Regions from separate parts of the Sus scrofa genome. Here region 2 is linked to region 1. A link is a contact called in public HiChIP or PLAC-seq data. All regions are on one chromosome and are shown on one strand. Each heading gives the region's core, a stretch centred on a gene start, on an enhancer-like site or on the middle of the called end of the contact. The rest is flanking DNA. Distances are from core to core; before and after follow the strand shown. Region 1 overlaps CTIF (CBP80/20-dependent translation initiation factor). Region 2 overlaps DYM (dymeclin).

What was found. HiChIP or PLAC-seq counts read pairs in DNA pulled down with a chosen protein or histone mark.
Region 2: an H3K27ac HiChIP or PLAC-seq map of alveolar macrophages shows a contact between it and region 1. The contact joins two enhancer-like sites. A contact is called at or near these places in 1 of 47 Hi-C or Micro-C datasets (embryonic fibroblasts) and 1 of 2 datasets of contacts at active chromatin or transcription factors (alveolar macrophages).

The regions. Positions count from the first base shown.
Region 1 is chr1:98,248,015-98,254,953 of Sscrofa11.1, forward strand. It overlaps CTIF (CBP80/20-dependent translation initiation factor), which reads left to right. Exons shown (of 12, transcript XM_013992850.2): 4 at 3,505-3,578; 5 at 4,689-4,775. Among named protein-coding and RNA genes, the nearest start is that of TRNAD-GUC, 23 kb to the left of the region's middle. Within about 2 kb of position 2,652, at least 8 of the 83 cell types and tissues checked have an H3K27ac peak or open chromatin away from gene starts, as enhancers often do. A contact at or near this core is called in alveolar macrophages, where this site is marked.
Region 2 is chr1:98,693,945-98,700,462 of Sscrofa11.1, forward strand. All of the region lies in intron 16 of DYM (dymeclin), which reads right to left. Among named protein-coding and RNA genes, the nearest start is that of SMAD7, 150 kb to the left of the region's middle. Within about 2 kb of position 3,772, at least 2 of the 83 cell types and tissues checked have an H3K27ac peak or open chromatin away from gene starts, as enhancers often do. A contact at or near this core is called in alveolar macrophages, where this site is marked.

The DNA.
Region 1 (6,939 bases), core at 1,402-3,901:
CGGCTCGGATTCAGTCCCTGACCCAGGAACTTCCATATGCTGCAGGTGCAGCCATAAAAGAAAAAAAAAAATAGGGTTCGGGTTCTCTACACTGACTCAGGAATAAGTTCTCTAGGTTGCTCTGAGGATGGGAGGGAGTTGTGGGGATTCAGTGAGGAAAATGTGAGAGGGCATTTTAACTATGACGTACTGAAAAAAGTAGACACTTCTCACCTCTGAGCGGAGACAGTGACAGCACCTCACTGTTGAGCTGCTTGTGCAGGCAGAGTTGGTCTCCCTTTACATAGTGTCACCTGCTGCAAATACTTAGAGCATCCCCTCCAGTAACTTGTGCTCTGTGTCTGTCTCCCACCCATCAGCCAGTGGGGTGTTGTCCCTGGACCCCAAGAGTCCCAGAGGCTGGTAGGCCTCCTGCCAGGGATGCTGCTTCAGAAGAGGCCAGGTCCCGAGCCTGAGGTGCCCAAGCACCTCCCTTATCCTGGGGGTGATGCCCCCTTTCAGACTGAGATGCTGCCAGCTCCCTGCATAGGGCTGATGGTGGACGGATGGCCTCTCCTCTCTGCTGTGAAGGGTGGTGGCCGAGACTCCTGCCTGGGGCATCCTGGGTTTAGCTGTGACCTTCCCGTCCCTTTTTCCTGGCTGTTCTCTCTCTCCATCCCCTATCTCTCACTCTTTAGAGGCCTCAAATCCCGGGACAGTGAAACCATCTTGACAGTGTAACCTGTGAACCAGTCTTTCAGACACACAAACAGCAGGGCTGGCACCGGGTAGAGTCTGTTTGATCAGTTGGCAGGCATCTGAGGTGGATCTACTCTGTGGCCAGTTTGGCCACTGTCTGGGCATAAGAACGGGAGGCAACAATAGTTCAGGAGCTTAAAATTTAGTTGGGGTCATAGATGAATGTTGGGGACATTATGCTAAGTAGGCCAGTCACAAAAAGATAAATACTGTGTGATTCCACTTATATGAGGTACTTATAGAGCCATCAAAATCAGAGACAGAAGAGTTCTCCTGTGGCATAGTGGGTTAAGGATCTGACACTGTCAGTCACTGCAGCGGCTAGGATCGCTGCTGTGGCACAGATTTGATCCCTGGCCAGGGAACTTCCATATGCCACAGGCGAGGTCCAAAAAAACCAAAACAACACACACACACACACACACACATGCACACACACCCACACCCACACCCACAAATCATAGAGACAAAAAAGAGAATAGTTGTTGCCAGGAGCCGGGAGAGGGGAAAATGGGGAGTTACGGTTTAATAGGCATAGACTTCTGGTTTTACCAGATGAAAGGAGTTATGGGGATGGATGGTGGTGATGCCTGCACAATATTCTGAGTGTATTTAGTACCACTGAACAGTATACTTAAATTGGTTACAATGGTAAACTTTATGTTTTGTACATTTTATCACCATAAAAATTCTTGGGACAAAAAAGACTTAATTGGGAAGATATAACATTCTGGGTATAAGAGAGTTATGACACCCTAGCCTGGGAACTTCCACATGCCTCAGATTCAGCCCTAAAAAGCAAAGAAAAGGAGTTCCTGTCATGGCGCAGCAGAAATCAATCTGATTAGGAACCATGAGGTTATGGGTTCGATCCCTGGCCTCACTCAGTGGGTTAAGGATCGGGCATTGCCATGAGCTGTGGTGTAGGTCGCAGATCCCATGTTACTGTGGTTCTGGCGTAGGCCAGCTGCTGTAGTTCCAATTAGACCCCTCGCCTGGGAACTTCCATATGCCGTGGGTGTGATACTAAAAAATAAAAAAAAAAATTTTTTTTTTAAAGCCAAAAAAACGAGAGAGAGTAATGACAGGGCAATGACGGTCCACTCCACGTAAGCTGAATTTGCAAGTGCCAGAGGAAGTTGTGTATTTAAAGGTCAGGGATTGGGGAGAGACTTCCAGACTTCCAGGTACTATCCTAAAGGAGGAAGTGAACTTCACTCTGGGTGAGGTCTCAGACGTGTGCTTTGGAAGCAAGTTTTCGTTTGTTTGATTTTTTTTTCTCAACCTTTGCTTTAGAAGTCATTTTGAAGTGCTATACCTATTGATGATTATCTTTGAAGCCAGGGAACGGCATTGTGAACAAACCAGTTAACATCTCAAGAGGGTGGGAGCTTTTCCTGGATAGAAAGTGAGTCTCCCTAGCCACCTGCAATTTCAGAGTTGCATTTGAAGCAAGCAGAGCACCAGGTGTTGGGATGGGTAGGGTGATGAGGCAACTCGAAGGAAGGGATGGAGGGGCTCATCCTAGAACATTAGGGGTCACCTGATTTGAAGATTGTAAATCATTGCATAATCAATTAGTGATGTCTGCCACTGTTGGGAGAGGGGATGGTGGCAGCATGTGTGCCAGGTCAGAAATCTATCTACAGGATATGGTACTTCACTCTGAGAGATATCTGTACTTAAACATGAAGAATCTGGGAGTTCTCCTGTGGTGCAGTGAGTAAAGGATCTGATGTTGTCACCACAGAAGCCTTGTGTGCAGCTGGGGCGTGAATTCAGTCCCTGGCCCAGGAATTTCCACATGCTGTGGGCGTGGCCAAAATTTAAAAAAAGAAGAATCTGAAGTCCAAATCAGTGAAGTAACTCCACTGATCACATGGCTCATTATGACAAGATGGAAATGTGAGCTTAAGAGACAGTGAAATCTCTTGGAGTGTTTGTCAGCTAGCATACACTTCCTGGGCAGGGAGCATAGAACTCCAGGGCCCTCGGAGGGGTCCCTGCCATCCTAGGTCCATGTCCTGGAGCAAGAGAGCAATCACTGTGAGAAGGGGAAGTGGAAACTGCTGCTCCAGGGGCTCTGTGCCACAGCTCACCCCTGCCGGTGCTGAGTTCAGGGCCGAGCAAGGTGACTGCAGAGCAAGGGCGGTCAGAGGAGCTTCCTGGAGCCAAGCGCTGAAGGATGGGGTGCCTCTGGAGAGGGGCAGGAGAGGAGTACTGCCCAGGCGACAGGTCACTGTCAGTAGCACAAGAGATTATGGGGATGTGGGACTGGACAGGCGTGGGGAGGACCCAGGTGTGTGCAGGTGCCGGTGTGGCCATGTATGGAGAAGCTTCGGACCTGAGTAAATGTGTTTGGGGCTGGTGGGAGCTCTCAGGCCATCCTAAGAAAGTTCCCCGCTACTGAGAACCTAAGCCACCTAAGGCTTCAGGCTCCTTTTACGGATGGGCCCTCCCTCATTTAATGGATGCAGCCATAAAATGAGGTCACATTCTGGGTGCTTCTCTCTCACATCAGGCCCCCCCTGCCCCCCATTGACTGCACCCCTCTCCCCTCCCCCATCATCCCCTGCTTGGTGTCTATGAGGGTCCAACCTCCAGGCTGCCCAGGATGACCAATCCAGCAGGATGGGGTAGGGGGCATGGGGGTGGGCTCTCTGCCACCCTCTCTGGGATTGGGCCTTCAGGAGGCCTTCTGCCCACTTGTTCTGTGTCCTGGACAAGCAAATAATGACACCCCTTTTCACCCTCCTTCTCTTCCAGAATGGCAGCAAAGACAACTCTCTGGACATGCTGGGCACTGATATCTGGGCTGCCAACACCTTTGATTCCTTCAGGTAAGCTCCTCTTCCTGCGTGTGTGACTCCAGCTGGGGCCCCAGCTGACTGGTCCTTCTGCCCTGAGGGGTCTTTAGGGCGGAGTTAATGGGGGGGGTGAAGTAGAAAGGATGAGGCTGGAGGAAGGAGGTCAGAGGGAGGAGAGAAGGAAGGAACACGCAAGGCGGGCATCCAGGGGAAAGAGAACGAGAAGGGAAGAGGACACAGCGAGAGAAGAGGGCCGACAGGGGAGGGAAGAGAGATAGCCATAGTCTTACCCAGAGGACAAGGAGAGAAAGCAGAGGGGACCTGGGGAGGGCAGAAGACAACAGCACATGGTGGATATGAGGCAGACGGTGTCAGAGATGGGAACGGACAGCTGGGGCTGCCGACCCTGCCCCATCTCACCGGAGGTCATGGAAGGCAGGGGGGTGGCTGCAGAGAGGGGTCTGGAGAACGAGAATGCCTGTCAGTGCTTCAGACTCTAGAAGGTTCCTGATGGGCCAGGTGGGAAAAGCAGGTGTTGGCCAGGGTTCCTCAGGACACGGGGATGGTGCTGCTGTAGGGTTTGCTGTTGGGCTCCTGAGCTACGGTGTCTACTCCTTTGGGAGTGACGGCCTTGGGTGGTGGATGACAGTGGCCTTTTAGCTCAGCTCTGCCCCTGGCCCTGGAGCTGACCAACTCTGGGGTGCTCCAGGCACACCCTGGCTCAGACCCTGGCTCCCCCAGCATACAAGCACCATGGGTACCGGCACTTGGGGGATGTGGCCTCCTGTCTTCCCACTAACAAACTCTCAAGTGTTTTAGGAGGGCTTCTATAGAGCAAGCATCAGGCCCACACTTAGGTTTTATAAGCATCCATCATCGAACAGCAGAGTTGAAGAGAGGAGAAGGCTTCAGAGGCAGGACCTTGCCCTGTTGCCTGCAGGCACAGAGCTGATATGTCAGGCTCCATTTTGAGTGAGGGGTCCCAGCCTGACCCCTGCGCATCACCAGTGGGAGCCTCCTCTTCCCGCCCACCTCTTTCTGAGATGCTTCCCCATCTGGGTGTGCCTGAGGTGTTTCATTGCCACCAGAACACAGCTTGTTGCCCCCCTTGCCTCACATTTCTCACCCTCCCTTGCCCTCTAGTGGTGCCACCTGGGACCTGCAGCCTGAAAAGCTGGACTTCACCCAGTTCCACCGGAAGCTGCGACACACGCACATCGACCGGGAAGGGTAAGGGGCAGCCGGGGACTCTCACATAGGGGCTGGTGAGATGGGGGACAGCTGGGCCACACCCCAGCAGAGAGGGGCCTTTCCGTGGGCGGGCTGATGTCCAGAGAGGCTCATCAGCTCAGACCTGTAGGTTCACTGGTCTTTCTCCAAAATCCCTCTACCCTTCACTGCCCAGCCCCTCCAGCCACACTGCTGCTCCCCTTCCTGACCACTCACAGTGGCCCTTTTTGTCAGCAGCCTAGTGCAGTGGGTCTCACCTTGATCAGAACACAGATCCGTGGGTCCACCCCCAGGGTCTCTGATTCAGGAGGTCTGTGGTAGGGTCTGAGACTTTGCATTTCTAACAAGTTCTCAGGAAATGCTTATGCCCCTGGGGCAGGGACTCCCCCCACCCCCACCCCCTTAAGAACCCCAGTGTAGTGGTTGCTTTTACTCAGGTCCTCTCATTCTTTACTTAGTTCATGCATCAGTGTTTACTTCCCCTTTTAAAGGGGAAGGTGTCAGGGCCTGGGCTGGGTGCAGGACAGGAATAGGTCTCCAGCAGACACAGGGGTGTGAGACAGAGGGTTTCTTTTTTTTCCTTCCTTTATTCCTCCCTCCCTTCCTCTTTTTATTTTTTATTTTTATTTTTTTTTTTATTTTTAGGGCTGCACCTGTGGCATAGTAATTCCCGGCTAGGTGTTGAATCAGAACTGTAGCTGCTGTCCTATGCCACAGCCACAGCCATAGCCACGCAGGATCCAAGCTGCATCTGTGACCCACACTGAAGCCCACAGCAATGCCAGATCCTTAACCCACTGAGCAAGGCAGGGATCGAATCCGAAACCTCATGGTTCAACTGCGCCACAATAGGAACTCCCACATTGTAGGTTTTACGTATACTTCAAGTACTTCAGTCCTTTCACAGCTGAATAACATTCCATTGTATGAATATATCACCATTTATTTAGGCTGATGGGTATTTGGGTTGTTCCCATCTTTTGGTGACCATGAATAATGCCGTTATGAACATTCATGTCTAATTATTTGCTTTAAGTCTCTGTTTTCAGTTCTTTTGGGGCCTATGCCCAGGGGAACTGTTGGGTCACGTGGTTCAGTTCTGACACCAATTCTGATACGTATGTTTTTTCCCCAATACCCACATGAAATTCTTCAACCCTAGCTGGGTGTCCTATAATTCAACTCAATTCTGACGCTATCTATCTATAGCATCAGATCCCACAGGTTCAGAGCTCCACCCCCAGATAGCAGTAGAAGTCCAGGTTGTCACTTGTGCTGATGACCAACTGGCTATAAATCAAAGGTTCCCACAAGCCCTCCTGAGGTTTGATTAACTTGCTAGAGCAGCTCACAGAATTTAGGAACACATTTTACTTACTAGATTGCCAGTTTATCATGTAAAGGTATATAACTCAGGAAGAGGCATATGGAAGAGATGCATAGGGCATGGCATGGAAAAGAACAGAATTTCCTGGCCCTCTCTGGGAGCACCATTCTCCCTCCATGTCCATGAACAAACCCTGTCCTTTTGGATTTTTAGGGAAGCTCCATTATATAGGCATAATTGCTTAACTCATTGGTTATCATTGATTGGTTCAATCGCCAGCCCCTCTCCCCTCCCTGGAAATCCAGCTGAAAATTCCTACTGTTTTTTTTTTTCATTGTTATTGGTGTTATTATTAAAGTATAGTTGATTTACAGTGTTTCATCAAGTTCTGTTGTACAACACAGTGACCAATAACACACATTTCCCTGTGCTGTATAGAAGGATCCCATTGGAAATTCCTATTTTTCTATCACAGGGTGCGTTCCCCTGGCAACCAGCCCCCATCCTTATGGGACCCATGGACTTTCCAAATTTCACCTCATTAGCATAACGAAAGACACCCTTAATCACTTGATTAGGAAATTTCAAAGATTTTAGGAGCTCTGTGCCAAGACTGGGGATGAAGATCAAGTATATATTATTATAAGTCACAATATCACACATGGTCATTCTGTGTTTTAACTTTCTGAGGAACTGCTATCCTGTTTTCCACGACAACTGAATATTTTACGTTCCCAACAGCAATATGCAGAGGATCCGATTTCTCCACATCCTCGCCACAGGCACTTGCTATTTTCCATTTTTTTCTTTTTCTTTCTTTTTTATTTTTTTCGTCTT
Region 2 (6,518 bases), core at 2,522-5,021, 450 kb after region 1:
ACTTCCATACTATTTGTTGAATATGCAGCACAGATTCTGCTTTTCTCTCCAGCAAAGTGATACAATATTTTTTGAAGACACCTGTGTTTCCCCAAGAATGCCTTAGCAATGTCAGATTCAAAGTGGACTGGCCATGGATGGAACAAACAGTCAAACCACATTTTTAAATTATATTGTTTGTGTTTTATATGTAATATATATGATGATGATGATGATGGAAATTCAGCAGAGGAACAGATGAATGAATACATTCTAAGATGCAAATTTGGGCACAAGGGTACATGGGTGGCAGAAAGAGGGAAAAATAAAGGGAAGCCAATTGGCTGGGAGAGCTTCGTGGTAAGAGAGCATCATGGCCCAATCTTCCCGTTCTCTACCCCAGGGCCCGGACTGAGGGATCCTTGGTACAGCATTGTGTGGAGAAAAGCCTCACATTTCCCTGGGGAGGAATAAGTCATTTTGATGCTTTGATCTAATGCTGTGTACTGGATGAGAAGAGCTGAGGGACCAAAGGAGAAATCAATATTTTCTCTGAGAGGATAATGGGAGAAAAAGAATATACATATATGTTTGACTGGGTCACTTTGCTGTACAGTAGAAACTGACAGAACACTGTAAACCAACTATAATGGCAAAAAATAAAAATCATAAAAATATTTTTGCTGAGAGGATAGAGAGACATATAAGGAATCAAGAGGTGGAGTGGAGAAGTTAATTTATTCAGTGAATATCTATGGAATGAGTTCGATTCCAGGCCCCAAGCTAGGGACTTGTGGGACGCTTTTTGCTATACTGGAGGGACAAACAAGGTACCACAGAAACATGGTCTGCCTGAATGACTCACGTGGTTTCACAGAAAAGGGACAGCCAGTGCTGTGACCTGAAGTGAGGGCAGTTCACCTGACAGATAAGACTCGTGAGAAGCTGGAAGGAAAGGAGGAAGAAGGCAGGAGCAGCACGCACTAAGGTGCAGATGAGCACGAATATTGCCCGTTTGGAGATCTGCTAGTAGTCTGACGTGGCTGGAGCACAGGAGCCTTAGGGGAAAAAAGAACCACAGCTAAGTCAGGAGTGAGGCTACTGAAGGGCCCTGTGTGCTGGATCAGAGCAGGGTGTACATGAAGACTCTGCCGGCGACAGGGCTAAGGACGCTGTGGAGGAGGATAAAGGTGGAAGAGGATAGGCCAGCTGGAGGCTATGATAACGGGCTGTGAGATGTGGAGAAGCAAAATGGAACAGAGGCGAGGTGCAGGGAAAGGGCAGATCTGGGAAATACTCAGAATTCATAGCACTCAGGACCTAATGGTCCTGTGAGTTAGAGGGAGGATAGGATGCTGGCTCGTCATACTCGCATGGGTAGAAGCACTTGAGGAGAGTGGATGTGCAGGGACGTGGAAGAGTGTATCTGCGGACAGGATGGGTGTTGGTTCCTGTGGCTCCCAGAGGAGGTGGGCGCACCAAGGGGGCACTTGGTATTCTGTCTGGAGAAAGAGAACCAACAGAGAAACGGAAGACATTTGGGGTGGGGACAGGGAGAGACTCCTAATAGGGGGAAGGTTTTTTTTTTTTTTGTCTTTTTGCCATTTCTTGGGCCGCTCCCGCGGCATATGGAGGTTCCCAGGCTAGGGGTCTAATCGGAGCTGAGCTGCCAGCCTATGCCAGAGCCTCAGCAACGTGGGATCCGAGCCGCGTCTGCGACCTGCACCACAACTCACGGCAACGCTGGATCATTAACCTACTGAGCAAGGGCAAGGATCGAACCTGCAACCTCATTGTTCCTAGTCGGATTCGTTAACCACTGCGCCACGACGGGAACTCCAGGGGAAGGTTTTAAGCAAGTCAATTTTAAGACACTAAACTATGGAAATTTCAACTTTCCATATTTCTCTTTATGTAACTAACAACAGTGCAAGTATTCTAAAAGACAGATATAAAATTAAGGTTTTAAAAAATCATTTAGTGTGAAACTGCCTATCCACTTAAAATTTTTAAAATTATTATTTTTAAATTAATTATTATTATTTTAATTTTATTAAAATTATTATTTTTTAATTAATTTTTTTTTTCTAGGGCCACACCACAGCATACGGAAGTTCCCAGCCTAAGGGTCGAACTGGAGCTATAACTGCAGGCCTATACCACAGCCACAGCAATGCCAGATTCATGCCGCGTCTGTGACCTACACCACAGCTTGAGGCAACACTGGATCTTTAACCCACTGAGGGAGGCCAGGGATGGAACCTGCATCCTCATGGATACTAGTCGGGTTTGTTACTGCTGAGCCACTGCCTATCCACTTTTAATTTCGATGATTTATCAAGTGTCTTAAGTGAATGAAATGAAAAGTTCAGTTAGTGTTAGTAGCTTCTATTATTCCAGAGTCTCCTGTTTACACTAAAAGAGGAGTTATCTTCAGGGGTTCATCCCCCCTGAAGAGCATGACCTAATTTTCAAACACTAGATAACAGTAAAATCCTTAATCCTCAAGTCACATGGATAATTCACTAACCCAAAGAAAAGAGGGAACCTGGAAACTTTACATAATTAAATATGAGGTGGGGTGGTGGTGGTCGAGAACCTGCATAGATCTGGGTGAATCCTGACCGATCATCGGGACATACAAAATGCTCATGAGTAAGTGAAATGGGAGCCAGGGACAGGCCCTGCTGGAGATGCAGACAGAGAACTCTGAGCTGTGGCTTCTAGCTGAGCTTCTGGAGGACACACTAACTTCATTTATTTCCTTCCAAACTTGAAAGGAGGAATAAGCACCTGAGGATTTCAGAGCCTGTTCTTTCTGTCTCTGTTTACGCAGGAGGGTCCCTCAAACTCATTACCTGGTATTGCCTTTCCCAGCCTTCACGCAATACCAGTAAGAAGAAGATGTTTAGAATGATATTAATACTATTTACTCGGGATAGCCAAGTTGTTTAACTATATAGACAGATTTATCCAAAGAGTATATATTTCCACACAGGATATTACACAAATATTTTACAAGGCTATGTCAAGTAACATTTGATTGAGAAATATTTTATTTGGTTGAGAGTCAATTACTATGCCATGGGCTTCCAGATCTTAGTGTTTACTCGCCCAAAATTGGAAGAGTAATTCTTCTACAAATTTGGCTTCAGTCTGCAATGCAAGGGAAACTTCAAAAACTTTTGGCTCTTCTTCAGTTGACATTAGCTGGCTAACGTCTCCACTGTGCTTCTCTCCACAACCCCCAAAGTGGTTCAAAAGAAGTCTCAATTTTTTAAATGTTTAATTTATATTTTAAGGAAGAACAAATCAGTAAGTACTCACTATTCCACACTTTCATAAAGAGCTTTTACTAAAACAGCATTTCCAATTCAAAACAACCCCTTTGACATCAATCTCATGCACAAAGCTATTATTACATACCCGACAATTATTTTATCAGTATATATTAGTGAACCACCCAAAAGACTATAACATTCTGTCATGTGGTATAGCACAAATATTATCCAACACACAGCTTGAATTTTCAATCAACTTTAGATATGGCAGAATTCTGTGAATTAAACTCTAGAGGTTTTAAGTGATTCGTTTTATTATAAACAATCCCAAAAGATGATTAAGATAACTGAGATAAAGCTCGATTATAAACAGTATTTTTTTTCTCTAGTAACATCTGTGGTAATAATGTGTTATCATTTAATCCAACTGAGGATGACTCACCGTCTGTGAGTAAATGTAATTTTGGTTTCTTTTCTAGTACTGGAGATGCTTTTCTTTCCTTTCTTCCTTTTTTTTTTTTTTTTTAAATGAGTCATCCATCTTCCATCATTTGTCCCTCTATAGAGTAAGATGGTCAGTTGCACTCAGGCATACAGTTTCTTGCTATGTTTCAGTACAGAATTAACTGGCCCACTTAAGGAATTTATCCATGACCTTGGTCTCAGTGGGATCTTGTTCTAAATAAGAGGTAACTGGCCTGGGACCTCCTACACATCAATTACTTTCTTCATTTATTTAGCCATAATCCTGAAGAACAGAGTTATATTTCTTTTTATCTTTTTTAATTAGAAAAATTTTTTGAATTTTTTTTATTTTTTTGCTTTTTAGGGCAGCACCCACAGCATATGGAGGTTCCCAGGCTAGGGGTGAAATCAGAGCTACGGTTGCTGGCCTACACCACAGACACAGCAATGCCAGATCCGAGCCGCGTCTGTGACCTACACCACAGCTCATGGCAATAGTGGATCCTTAACCCACTGAGTGAGGCCAGGGATCGAACCCACAACCTCATGGTTCCTAGTTGGATTCATTTCTGCTGTGCCATGATGGGAACTCCTATATTTCCTTTTTTTGGTAATGATTTTTATTTTTTCTATTACAGTTGGTTTACAATGTTCTGTCAATTTTCTACTGTATAGCAAAGTGACTCAGTCCCACACATATACTTCTTTTTCTCACATTATCCTCCATCATCACAAGTGACTAGATATAGTTCCCAGTGCTATACAGTAGGATCGCATTGCTTATCCATTCCAAATGCAATAGTTTCTTATTTATATTTTACTGTCTCAAATATAAAGGGCACGTTCTTTCTGAACACAGTAGAATAAATGAACATACTGACATTCACACAGATGGTCTGTACACTGTAATTCATTTTGCTTTAAGGTAAGTATTAGAATGAACTACAGAATTAACCTTTATTGTCTGCTATGGCTGGTGGAGGGGCTCTTGGGGCCAGCAGCATTCACTTAAAAGAGTTAGAAAATAAGATTGGGATTAGAAGTAGAAAAACAATGGACTGGAGACACAACTAGTAAGAGACAGTCCAAAAGAGGGAGCTACGGTTTATCATAGGGGAGGGATACACACAAAGGAAGAAGTGAACTTGAGTTCCAGCCATGGCACAGTGGGTCAAGAATCTGACTTCAGGGGCTTGGGTCACTGCTGTGGAAGTGTGGGTTCAATCCCCGGCCCGGTGCAGTGGGTCAAAGGATCCAGTGTGGCCATAGCTGTAGCTCAATCCCTGGCCTGGGAACTCCCATAAGCTGTGAGTGTGACCATAAAAACTAACAAACAAAAAAAGAAGAGTACCCGAGTATGAGAGCAGAGTGAAGAAGCAGTGACTGTCCACAGAAGAGAAAGAGGTGGTGAAAGGATGAGCAAGAGGAAGGGTACAGAAGGTTCTAGGAAGAATGGAGCCTAATGCCCAGGTCTTGTTTCCTAAGTACCATTAAAAAAAAAAAAAAAAAAAAAAAAAAAAAAAAAAAAAAGAAGAAGAAGAAGAAGGAGAAAAAGAAAAGGAAAAAAAAGGAACCAGGGGTTCACTGAAGAAGTGGTTGATCCAGGACTGGGGAGGGTACAAAAGCCAACCTGGAAGAGCTCCTGCTGGCCAAAGCTAGAACATTTTGGGCAACAAATAAGTAAATGACAGTATTGAATCATAATCTATAGAATAAAATGCCAAATTGCCACTAGGTCAACACCACAGTAATAACTGTGTAGGGAAGCTCCACTGATAAATGATAAAAGTCAGGGCAGACGTTTGAGGAGAAACAGGATATTAGCAGTCTCAAAGCCTCACTCCCAAGATAGTAATCAATTACAAAGGGAAAAATAGTGCCTTTTCACTGGAGAACTCTGAGAGACACCACATTAACCAAGTGATCAAGGGCAATACCACCAGCAATGAGACAGGCTGACAGCAGGTACCTCCTGACACAGTGAACTGAGAGGGACACATGTCGCTTCCACGGTATTCTTGCCAAACATGCGTAACTTTAATGTAAACATGAGGAAACATAAGAAAAAACCAAGCTGAGAGGGATTATACAAAACAACCGACCAGCACTCATGCACAGTATCAATCAAGGTCATGAAAGATAAGGAAAGACTGAGGAACAGTTACAAGTTGGAGGAGACTCAGAATTAAATACAATGTGGCCTCTGGAAAGGATTCTGAAACAGAAACAAGAACATTGGGAGAGGGGAAAAAAAACCCTAGTATAATTCAAATAAGGTCTGTAATTTAGTTAGCAGCATTGTACTTATGTTAATTCTCTGGTTTTGATGATTGTACTATAGTTATATGTAGGTATATGTATTGTTAACAACAGGGGAACCTGGATGAAGGGTTTACATGAACTGTCTCTACTATTTTTGCAAATTTTCTGTAAGTCTAAAATTATTTAAAATGTGAAAAAAAAATCAAGGTGGCACTGATTCAAATCTCTTCTGGACACCCTATGTAAAACTGCTCCCTTCCCAACACTGTCTATCCTCCTCTATTTTTATCTACTACTATCTAAAATAGCAAATATTATAAAATAAGCCACAAGGATATATTGTACAATGGTGAATAGAGCCAATATTTTATAACAACCATAAATGAAGTATAACCTTTAAAAATTGTGACTCACTATATTGTACACTTCAATTTAGAAAAAGAAAACAAAAAATAAAAACATCAGGGTACAAAAAATAAATAAAACAGCAAATATTTTACTTATTTATTTTATTGTCTATCTCCTCCACAC